2 separate regions of the Ovis aries genome follow, and region 1 is linked to region 2. Evidence: chromatin contacts called from public Hi-C data. All regions are on one chromosome and are shown on one strand. The core of a region is the stretch at or near the end of the contact, and the rest is flanking DNA. Distances in the headings are between cores, read along the strand shown. Region 1 overlaps ASCL2 (achaete-scute family bHLH transcription factor 2). Region 2 holds the start of CD81 (CD81 molecule).

Region 1 (5,611 bases), core at 500-2,999, 40 kb after region 2:
ATCGGGAAGCCCACCAGTGGGGTATCTGTCTCTACACCCATCGATCCGTCCTTCATTCACCCACCCTTCCATCTCTCCATCCATACACCCGTCCACCTATCACCCAGCTATTTACCTACCTACCTCTCTATAAAATATGTACTACCAGGAAATAGCTCGCGTGGTTACGGGGCTGGGAATGACCTGCCGTGGGCACACTGGTGGCCCAGGAAGGCCAGCTTGGGGACGTCATCCAGCCTGAGTCTGGAGGCCTCAGCCCCAGCTGACATCGTGAACCGCAGTCTCAGGGCAGGAGGAGGTGCCTGGAGTCGCCCCAGCTCAGGGGGTGGGGCCAGAGGAGGGGCGTTCTCCTTTCCCCCGTGTGTTCCGTTCAGGCCTCGGGGGACCGGCTGGTGCCCCCCAACACGGGGGAGGCTGCCTACTTTCCTGCGTCCACAGTTCAGTGCCAGCCTCCCCAGGAAACACTACCCCCGCAGCCGCCCCTGAAGTCACGTCCCCTCCGGCGGGTCATGCCGGCACACTGCTGAACACGGCCCTCCCGCCACGGGAAGGGCAGCGGCGGCTCCACCGGCCGCCCGCGCCCTGCATTTGGATGCCCGGTGCCTGCGCCCGCACTTCCCTTATTCACCAACCTAACGCCGTGCTGCTGGGCTAGCTCTTCCCGGATCCCTGTTTCTGGGCAAGGACCTGGCCTTACAGAAAGAGGAGCAAGGCAAGCGGAGGTGCCCTGGGCTCCCCGAGAGCCTCCCCGTACCCGGCTCCTCAAGGAGGAGACCCCATGGGACGGCGGCCTAGCCCTGGCATCGTTTAGGGCCGCGGCGGGGGCAGCGGGGTGACAGTTGCCCTGTGTCCTCTGGACATGCTAGCCGATGCCGCCATCTCCCCCAAATCAGGATGCACGGCGGCGGAGGCCGCGGGCGGGGAGGGCCGCTTCCTGTGACTAGAATGAATGGGCTGCTCACATCCTGCCTCTCGCCCCTGTCGGTCCCTGCTCACCTGGTTTTCAGTCCCAGCAAAGGGATGCTTTGAGCAAAACAATGGTGACGTCGAGTTGGAAGGGGGAGAGTCTCCACCTGGCCCACCAGGGGCTCCTCGGCCAGTGGACTAAGGGGCCCCGAAGGGGGCCGCGGTGATGGGGTCAAGGGGAAATGGGGTCCTGCTCCTGAGTGAGGGCGGGGTGAGGGGGTGATGAGGGTTCATGGCAGAGGTCACCACCGGGAGGACGCCTTCGTTCCCAGCACCCTCCCCACGAAGAGCGGCCCGGCAGCAGGGGAAGCCGGTGAGAGGCCCAGACGGGGGTGGGCGTGGGAGGGGGGCATGCGGCGGCCGCAGCTTCCGGCGCAGACCCTTCTCCTGCGCGCTCATATCCGATTCTAGATTCTACGAACTCTGACCAGGACACACCCCTCCCCTTCCTCTTTGGTTTTCGCCACGCTGCGCGGCCCCTGCACCGCCCGACTGCCAGGGAGGTGTCTGATACCAGCCCATTCCCTCTTCCCACCGCTGCTGGTGCCTTCCTTACAGTTTATTTTGTAAGATGAGAAGAGCAAAACCGGGAGAGGAACACGCCTCCCCAGAGGCCTTGGACGGTTACCAAACCCAGAACCGCGGAACCGCCCCACCAGCTTCCGGCGGGGAAGCGCTTCTGTCCCTGGGGAGCCGTCTTGTTCTGGGAGGTGTACTGCGGAGTGTGTGTGACTGCAGGCAGCGGGCATTGGTCACTTTGTCCGGGTTCGGCTGCACCTGACAGACGCTGCTCCTTACTGGGGAGGAAGCAGACTCTGCAGGTTTCGGTGGGGCGGGGCTGCACCCCCTTGGTAGAAGCTCAACAGGCCGTGTTTCCTTCTTTGGCAGCTACGACGGGGCCCCAGAGCTGGGCTGGGCCAGTCTGGTGTCCCGCCCAGGGCTCTGGGGCTTGAGCCGAGGATGCCAGTCGGCAGGTGGTCGGGTGGTGGGCACAGGGGCGGCCACAGGCAGGATTTCTCAGACGCACCCCCGGGGCCGTGCGCATGGCGTCACTACATGAGTGATTTCTCCCGTCAACAGGGAAGTCACCCGGTTGGCCTCACGTATGCACCTGGGCCTGCAGATAGTCCTGCTTGGAGGGTCAGAGGGGAGCTGGAGCCCTCCTGCCTGGGACGTGAGCATGGGGGGCCATATGAGAGGGGAAGTGGTCTCCGGAGACAAGCAGCCCGCGGGGGCGGCCTCAGTCCTGACGCTGTGCAGAACTGAACTGTCCCCAGTCTGCCCGAGCCTGCCTCGGATCCTTCCATCTCCCCAGAGCCTGGGCGTAGGGGGCCAGGGAGCCCTGCCAAGCCCGCCCTCTACTCCCTCTGCCCGCACTCTCAGCCCCCAGCCTCTCCCCAGAGTCTGCGGCTGACCCCCGCTCCCCCAACCCCCGTCTGCTTCAGTGGAGGTGCTGGTCTGGTCAAGCCTCCTCTCCCCCCACCCCCACCACGTGGAGGGAGACAGCTCCTCCCCCCCCAACGAGGGTCACATGCGAGTTGAGACCGCAGCATCTCCGCTTCCGTGGGTAGGCGGGTGGGTGTCCCGGAGCAGCAGAAGCTGACCCGAGTGTCTGCTTGGACTCAGACGGCCCCCGGAAGCGTCCGCTTTGGACGGGCGCTGAGACGGGGAGCCCTCCTGTATGCGTCCATAGACTCTGGGCTCCTGGGGAGGGCAGCTGCGGGCCCTGAGGGGCAGAGGGATGGTGAGGACGCAGAGGGGCTGGGCCCGGAGGGCAAGCAGGTGCCCAGAGTAGAGGGGCCGGGTCAATGGTGGAGGAGCCCGCAGCGTGGCTGGAGGCAGGGGGCTGTCCTGGGGGCCCCAGAGATGCCGCTGTTAGACCTGGGGTCTGTGGGGGCGGGCAGGGGGCAGAGCCTGCCTGGCGGAGAGCTTGCTGCCCCCCAAGCGCCTCCTCTAGGATATCAGCCTGGGCCCTCGATCCAGGGGCCCCACAGCTGGGCAGAGGCGGGAGCGGGAAGGGGTGGTGCTCTCGCCCCCCCACCCCCACCCCGCCCGCACCTGCAGGCCCGTAGGACCCTTCTGGGGAGGTGGCGGTGGGGACGGGTGGTAGGCGGGCCTACCGTTGGCTCACGGAGTATCTGCCCGAGCGGATGCTGAACCAGATGAAGGAGCTAAGCAGCATTGCGTACACCTGGTGGGGCGGGGCAGAGCACGTGTCCCAGCAGCTCTGGGGGCTCACCCCCACCCCTGGGGGAAGGGAGTCGGGGAGGCCCCGTCACGCCCAGGCCTGCTCTTCCCTGGTCCCCGTGCAGGGTGAGCCCTGCGGGTCCCCAGGACCCTGGGGGTGGGGGCCGCGGGTGTCGGTGAGAGCTACCGTGAAGGCGAGGCCCAGGCCGATCAGGGTGGAGACGACGTTCCCCTGCGCCCTCAGGAAGCTCTGGATCCCCTGCAGGCAGTCCTGGGCAGAGGACAGCGTGTGGGCCCAGCCCGCCCCTGCCGGCCGGGGCTCGGCGCCTCTGCAGGGGCGTGGGGCCGCAGCGGCCACTGGGACCCAGGCTAGGGGTGCCGCCTGTCCCGGGACAACCGCCCCGGGCTCCGGACAGGTGCTGAAAACAGCAAAGACGCTAGGATGGAAGCTGCCTCTGTGCGGATGATGGGCTCCAGAGGCCCAGCGGGGCCTGCCTCTGAGTGGCCCCTGAGCGTGGTGTTGGGCTGTGTGTCTGTCCCTCCAGGGCAGGCCGAGTCCCAGTTACTCCGGGTCCCAGGTACCCCACTGAGGGTGAGGAAAGGGCACTGGCTAACAGGGAGGGGCGTTCTTGCTGCATCCGGAACCTCCGCGGCCTCCCCAGGGCATGGTGTCCACCGAGGCACCTTGTCTCCAGGGAAGAGGGAGGGGAGGGGCCCGCCCCTGCTCTGAACCACTCAGAGGCGGCCTTCGGCTCTGGGGAAGGACTTGGCGTTTGGGGGCAGGCTGGGGCAGGGGGTGCGGTGGGGCAGGCAGGGTTGGGTTCTGAAGCCCGAGGTTGAGGGGAGAGGACGCCGGCTTGGTGTCTGTCTATCCATCTGCCCCTGAATCCCTTTGACAAACTCTCATCCCCGCCCCCACGGCTGCACTTCCTCTTGGAAGGCGACCGGGGGTCCGCCCTCCTGCCCCCTCCCTCAGGAGTCCCTCCCCACAAGGCCTTCACTGTCTCCCATGTCACCTGCCATCTCAGAAGGTGCAAGAAGCTGGCCTTCACCCCCACATTGTAGGCGAGGACCTGGGGCCTCCCCCATCCCTCCTCTGCCCTCACCACTCCTCCCACCCCCCACAGCACCAGGGCCCAGGGCGCTGTGTTGGCTCCATCTGGGCTGGGCCTCCAGCCATTTGCATCCTCCTGTCTGTTTCTTGGAGGGTGGCCAGGAGCCTCTTGCCAGAGATGGGGTGAGTTTGTTCCTGACCGGTGGGGGAAGGGAGCCAGGGGTTGCGGGGAGGGGAGGCCACTGTCATCGGGAAGAAGAGGCTCCCTGCCTCCGAAGCCCTTGTGGCCAGATTCAGGCCCAGGCTGACCTTCCAGGAAATGTCCTTCCGGCTTCAGGGACCCCGGCACAGGCGGAGCTGTCCACCGTGCTCTGCGGGCGCTCGGCACAGCTCAGCCCCTGGGTCTCCTACCTTCCCCTGCCCTTCTAGGGGGTTCTGACGGGAGGGTCTCAGTCCCCGAAGCTGGGAGCTGTGCGAACGAGTGAGCACCCGGGCCCAGCCTGGGCAAGTGAACCCAGCCCAGGCCAGCCGCCTCCCTGGGATGGTCTGGGGGGCCAGTGGGTGGGTGTCGCCCTACTCTGGGGCTGAGGCCCCAGGGATGGCGGCGGGCCCCTCCTCTCACCTGTCTGGCAGCCTCCTCCCCCTGACACAGGCCAGCTTCTGAGCCCTCCAGGAGCCCGAGGGGTGAGCGCTTGCCGCAGCACCGGAACTGCAGGGGCGGAAGAGGGAGGCGGTTTGCCCTGAGAACCCCAGGGGCAGAGGGGAAACTGAGGCACGACGTCCTCCCCCCCGCCCTGCCCCTGGCCAGGACGGGAGCTCAGGGCCGGGCGGCTGGCTCTGTAGGGGGCACCCAGCTCCCAGCAGCATGGCCTCCAGCTGGAAGTTCACGTGTGGACGCGGGCTCTCGCACTCTGCTCCAGCCCTGCGGACTCAGAAGCCGGGCCTCCCAGGGCGGAGGAAGACAGGCGCGCTCTGCCCTGCGCCTTGCCCCGCCGTGGCATCCGTGACCCGGGCCCTCAGCTCTGCACCCGGCCAGCTGGCTCTGGGGGGCTGCTCCCTTGTGGCCCTTTTCTGGATGGCAGGCCGCCCCCGCAGGCTCACCGTGTCCTGGATGGCCACCAGCTCCTGCCGCCCGCTTCCGGACACGCTCCTCAGCGCCCGCTCATAGGCCCGGTCGTAGGCGTCGAGCACTGCGTCCTCCACCTGTGCAGAGGGCACCGGAAGGCCGTGCTGGTGAAGCTCACATTCCTGACGGACCCCCCGACGACCCTCAGGTGCTGAGCGGTGCTCAACCGGCCTCCTCCTCTTGCTCCCTCGGGACTGGGCCCCCCAGGAGCAGGGCCTGCATCCCCCAGGTGCTGGTCACAGGGGTTCCCATGCTCCAGCTGTGGGGACCTTTCCCCA
Region 2 (5,671 bases), core at 1,723-4,222:
TGTGTGTGTGTGAGAGACCGTATTTTTGTGGGTGTATGTGTGAGACCGTATGTGTGGAGAGCCCGTGTATGTGTGAGCTCGTGTGTGTGTGTGAGCTCGTGTGTGTGTGAGAGCCCGTGTGTGTGAGCCTGTGTGAGAGCCCATGGGGTGTGTGTGTGTGTGTGTGTGTGTGTATGTTTGAGAGCCTGTGTGTGTGTGAGCCCGTGTGTGTGTGTGTGTGTGTGTGTATGTGTGACAGGCCGTGTGTGTGAGCCCGTGTGTGACAGCCCATGTGTGTGCGTGTGTGTGTGAGAGAGCCCATATGTGTGTGAGCCCGTGTGTGTGTGTGTGAGCCCGTGTGTGTGTGTGAGAGACCGTATTTTTGTGGGTGTATGTGTGAGAGACCATATGTGTGGAGAGCCCGTGTGTGTGTGAGCTCGTGTGTGTGTGTGAGCTCGTGTGTGTGTGAGAGCCCGTGTGTGTGAGCCTGTGTGAGAGCCCATGGGGTGTGTGTGTGTGCAAGAGCCCGTGTGTGTGTAAGCCTGTGTGTGTGTGAGAGTCCGTGTGTGTCTGTGTGCGTGCACGCGAGCGCTGGCATGTGGGGGCGGGCTCCTTCCAGGACCCCATGCCAGCAGGCCCGTGCAGCGCCTCCCACGGGGACGGCTTTACTCTCTGCAAGAAACTTGCGAAAGTGCCCAAAGTGCCCGGATCGGATCCAGATCAGCAGCCTCCACCTCCCAGCCTGGCGCGGGTCGGGCTGGCCCTGCAGGGTGCTCCAGGCCCCCAAGTGCCAGAAGCCCCCTCCCCGAGTCACGGCCTACACCTGCCCAGGAGAGCGGTCTCCCCTGAGGCCACCATACCCAGCACCCAGCTCCTAAACTAACAGGACCCCCAGTTCAGAAGGGGGGGGCCAGGACCAGGCCAGCAGGCTCCACCGGGGCCCAGGCCCTGGCTCCACACTCTTGGCTGGGGGTGGGGGTGCAGAGAGGGGCTCCCCGCTCCCCACCACGGGTGGGTGGGGCCTCCGTGCCCTGGAAGCTAACTTCTCAGAGCTCTGAAGGGCCTGCCCAGGGAGGGGAGGGGAAACAATTCCTCGGGCCTGAATAGAGTGGCCCCAGGGGAAGTGTCAGGCCTCCACCCCCGCTGCCTGGGAAACCTGGGAAATTACCAGAGGCAGCTGGGAGGAGCTGGGGGTGGGGGGAGTCTGCAGGGAGACCTCCCAGGCCGCGAGGTGGGAGGGGCTTCTCCGGGAAGCTCCGTCTTCTTCCTTGACCACCACCTCCCACCCGGGCCCTCCCAAGCTCCGCACTCAGGGGAAAAGCGTGAAGGCCGCTGGGAGAGGGGGTCTGGTTGACACCCCTTGCCAAGGCCAAAGCAGGCGATTACTAAATCAACACCAAGGCTAGCCCCTCAGCAAAGGTTGCCAAGGCCCCTGGCCCATCCTGCCAGCCTCCCTGCTCCCACCCTCAGGGCAGAGGCTGAAGGCCCTGGGCCCCCACGGGTGCCCCTGCAGGCAGGATGTCACACCTCCACCCCAAGTCCAGTCTCTGCCCTCCCCAGCCAACACCTCAGGGTCCCGGGACCGGACCCCGGGCCGTCCGGAGGGCAAACAGAGGTCTCCAGGCCCACACGGTTCTCCAGGAGCCATTTTAAAACTTTAGCCTCCCCATGTCGACTTGACATCCAGCAGACAGTCCTCGTCCTCCCGGCAAGGGCTGAGCAGCCTGGGGCGGTGGAGAAGCAATGAGGGGCCAGGAGGTGGCCCAGGTCCCTGCCCTGGGACCCCAGAGGGGTGGCAGCACACAGCTGCCAGAGGGGCTCCCGACGCCCATGCCTGGGGGCCGCCGGGACAGCAAAAGAGCTCCACGCCCCTAATTCCAGCACCAACAGGAAATGCAAACAAAAGCCAAAGCTTCACCGGCACCAGCCAGCAGTTAAGGCTCATCAGGAAACACAACCCAGGCTGGCCGCCCAGAGGCCCCAGGAGACCCTCCAGCACCCCTCAGACGTCTCACCTGTGGGCACCTCTTTCCAAGCCCCGAGATGGGCATCCACCCCGCCCCAGCACCCTCAGGCTCGGAGTCGCCCCGCTCTCCGGGCCCTGCCTGTGCCAGCTCGGAACACCGCTCAGCCCCTCGCCCCTCACAGCCTCTGCAGCGCCCCAGGGCGGGGAGGGGCTGGAATCTACCTCTGGGTGACGAGGCTCGGCCCCCCCAACTGGGGACACCACTATGCGCACACTGGCCCGCGGGCCACCCGGGTCCAGGGCGCTTCTTGTTTGCGCTCTGCCCGGGCACGGACCCCCAAACCGACCCCCAGGGTGGCGACAGTAAACAGGAGGGTGAACTGAGCCGGGCCCAGAGTCGGGTGGACCGTCCCCAGGACTAAGGCAAACTGCAGCGCGCCACCCCACCTCCCCCCGCCCGCCCGCTCGCCAGCCACTGCGCCGGGCCGGGCCGCCCATCTAGGGGCGGTGGCCCTGATGAGCTCATGGGGGCGGGGCGACTCAAGCCCCGCCCTCGAGCCCCTCTTTCCCCCAGAAGCAGGGTGGCCCCAGAAACAGCGGTCCGGAGAACTAAGCAGTAGCCGGGCGCTGGGCTCGGGACGCGCACCCACCGCACCACCACCATCACCAGCCGGGAACTGACCCCGGGTCCGCGAAGGGCCCGGCGGCGCGGTTCTGGGTCCCGACGCGCAGAGGCCCGAAACCCGTCTTAGAGCCTCCAAACCCGCCGTCGAGGGACGCGGCGGCCCCGGACGACCCCCACCTTCGCGACTCGCCGGCCTAGGCCCTCCCACCCAGCCAGACTGGGCGCACACAGGTGGCCCCGCAACTTGGCGGCCCGGCTGCGCCCCCTTGACGGGGCCCAGCCGAGCGCGCGGCCTGCCGGGCTCGGGGAGTGCCCTCCCACCCCGGGGCAGGCTCACCCAGAAGACGAAATTGAAGACGAAGAGCAGGTATTTGATGCACTTGGTGCAGCCCTCTACCCCCATGGCGGCGCGGGCGGCGGGCGGCCTGCGGGGCGCGTGCCTGTCCTGGGTGTCGGGTGCGGGGCCTGGGGGCCTGGAGAGCGGCTGGGGGCCTGGCGGGCAGCTGGGGTGCGCAGACGGAAGGCGCGGGTCAGGCGCGGACGAGGGGCGCGGAGGGACGCGGACGCGGCGAGCTGGAGGCCTGGCCGGGACGCGCCTGAGTCTTCGCAGCCACTGCGCGCTCACTCTGAGCTCGGGCGCGCGCCCCGCTCCGGTATTTATAGGGCGCCGAAGCCACGCCCACAGTCTCCGCCCCGAGGCCCCGCCCCCGCCCCTGCTGCTGGAGCGCGGAGTGGACGCAGCCCCAGCCCGCAGCCTGGCTCCCGGGGAAGGGGCGCACGACCCTCCCCCTGTGGCTCGCACACTTCGGGGTGTCAGATACGACAGTCAGGACGCAGGGGCCTGGGCGCGCAGTGCCAGGAGCCGCACGCATCCCTGGGCTGCGGGCACGCTCAATTCCCCGAAGGGCCGCGCGGGAGGACTGGCCTGCAGCCAGGGAAGACTCACTTCCCCTCCTCCAGGCTCCTGGGGACGATCCTAGAAGGCGCCATGGAGGAGGTGATGCACCGGCCAACAGCTAAGCGCAGACAGCAGCGCGCTTTGTTCACAGCGCTTTTCGGGACAGAAAGCCGGGTCGGGTTGGCAGTGAGGCCACCGTGGAGGAGGCCCTGGCGTGAAGATCATAGAAGCCGAGTCTAGGCCGCTGGGCCCTTGCCCCATGGAAACGGGGAATCGCTGAGGGCTGGTAGAGGAGTCTGTGCTGGAAAGGTCACAGAGAGAGTGTCCCCGGCCAGTGTTGCGTCCAAGAGGCCCAGGCCACCTCTGGAACATGCAGCGTGTTTCACACACACCCTGGTGGTGCCAGTACCCACAGCCCTGCTGTCTCCTGAGTTCCCTGCTGCCCTCACTGCCTGAGCTAACCAGGGGGCAAAGAGGTGATTCGTCAAGCTTTCTGCCCAGGTGACCGCAGCTGGAGAGACAGGGGCTCTGCCTCTGCGGTCACCCTGGCACGAGTAACTACTGACCGCTTGAAACGTGGCCAGCGCCACCGCCTGGGGCTGACTGATTTTGCTCATGGTGCAGGGGTTTGCATTTCAGTAGCGGAAGAAGGCCAGTGGCTACTGTGTCGTATCCATCGATACTGTGTCGTATCCATCGAGAGGCTCTGCTAGTCCTTTCTCGGCGGTTTATTTAAAAATTTGTTTCAGCTTCACGCTTCTGGAAGAGCCAGGAGCGCAGGTGTGGGGTTTGTGCGTGATGAAGGTTATAACCAAAAGAAGTAATGTCTTTGAGGGGTCTGCCTGGATTCTTTTTGCTGACCAGGAGGCAGAACAGGGCTTCAGTTTGAAGAGTCACTTGTCTAGGTGGTTTCCCTGGTGCCTCAGATGGTTAAGAATCTGCCTGCAATGTGGGAGACCTGGGTTCAATCCCTGGGTTGGGAAGATCCCCTGGAGAAGGGAACAGCAACCCACTCCAGTGTTCTTGCCTGGAGAATTCCATGGACAGAGACTGCTGGAAACCGCAGTCTGAGGACAGGAGGAGGTGCCAGGAGTCCATGAGGTCACAAAGAGTCGGACACGACTCAGCAACTAACACTTTCACTTTTGTCTAGGTGCCCTGGGCACCCTGTCCTCCCATCCTCTCCCTGCAGTGATGCAGACATTCCCTGCCAACGTTGTGGGCTGTCTCTTCCCTGGGCCTTCTAGGAAGGGGGTGGTGGGGAAGAGAGCCCAAGCTCAGGGAGCCGCAGAACCGTGTGCCTGCGTCCTTGGGCCGCCACCCCGCTTCTTCTGTCTGCTGCTTCAGTCCTGCGGGTGCCAACTATGTGCCAGGCGCTGTGAGCAGCTGGACAGCCAGGCCCCCTTCGCTTGAGGACCTCAGGCCCTGGTGAGGGCCACAGATGCCACCCCACGGTGGTCATGGCAGTGCTGGGAAGGGACACTGTTCGGAGGATGCTGGATGGAAAGCCACTGGGGGCTGGGGGGCGCTCCTACTTGGGGTTCCAGGAGAAGTCAGTGATGGAGCCAGCCCTGTGGGGTGCTTTTGTTGTTCAGCCGCTAGGGCTAAATCATGTCCGACTCTGCAACCCCATGGACGGCAGCACACCAGGCTTCCCAGTCCTGCGCTATCTCCCAGAATTTGCTCAAACTCATGTCCATTGAGTCAATGATGTTATCCTACCATCTCATCCTCTGTCACCCCCTCTTATCCTGTCCTCAATCTCTCCCAGCATCAGGGTCTCTTCCAATGAATCAGTTCTTCGCATCAGGTGGCCAAAGTATTGGAGCTTCAGCTTCAGCCCTTCCAATGAGTATTCAGGGTTGACTGAATGAATTAATCCAATTCAATCCGATGTATATTTAGGATTGACTAGTTTGCTCTGCTTGCAGTCCAAGAGACTCTCAAGAGTCTTCTCCAGCACCACAGTTTGAAAGCATCAGTTCTTCAGCGCTCAGCCTTCTTTATGGTTCACCTCTCACATGCGTACATGACTCCTGGAAAAACCAGAGCTTTGACTAGACAGACCTTTGTTGGGGTATTGAGGGGAGCGTTTCAGGCAGAGGGGGAGGTTGGAAACAGGAAGCTACTGGGTGTAGCAGAAGAATGTGGGGAAAGGGCTAGACTCTAAGGTCTGAGGTGGGGGCTGGTGGTGAGGTCAGGG

What was found. Hi-C and Micro-C count contacts between places; a contact is called where the count stands out from the background.
Region 1: a Hi-C map of tail adipose tissue shows a contact between it and region 2, with 2.0 times the contacts expected there. The contact joins the enhancer-like site here to the promoter of CD81 in region 2. A contact is called at or near these places in 7 of 16 Hi-C or Micro-C datasets (blood, hypothalamus, liver and 3 more).

The regions. Positions count from the first base shown.
Region 1 is chr21:45,632,767-45,638,377 of ARS-UI_Ramb_v3.0, forward strand. It overlaps ASCL2 (achaete-scute family bHLH transcription factor 2), which reads left to right. Exons shown (of 9, transcript XM_060404149.1): 5 at 4,281-5,481. It overlaps TSPAN32 (tetraspanin 32), which reads right to left. Exons shown (of 8, transcript XM_060404147.1): 4 at 5,309-5,410; 5 at 4,830-4,916; 6 at 3,341-3,424; 7 at 3,087-3,157; 8 at 1,511-2,692. The coding sequence ends at 2,494. Among named protein-coding and RNA genes, the nearest start is that of TSPAN32, 18 kb to the right of the region's middle. Within about 2 kb of position 1,750, at least 22 of the 54 cell types and tissues checked have an H3K27ac peak or open chromatin away from gene starts, as enhancers often do. A contact at or near this core is called in liver and tail adipose tissue, where this site is marked.
Region 2 is chr21:45,591,222-45,596,892 of ARS-UI_Ramb_v3.0, forward strand. CD81 (CD81 molecule) reads right to left here and starts at 2,973. Exons shown (of 8, transcript NM_001127281.1): 1 at 2,908-2,973. The coding sequence starts at 2,973.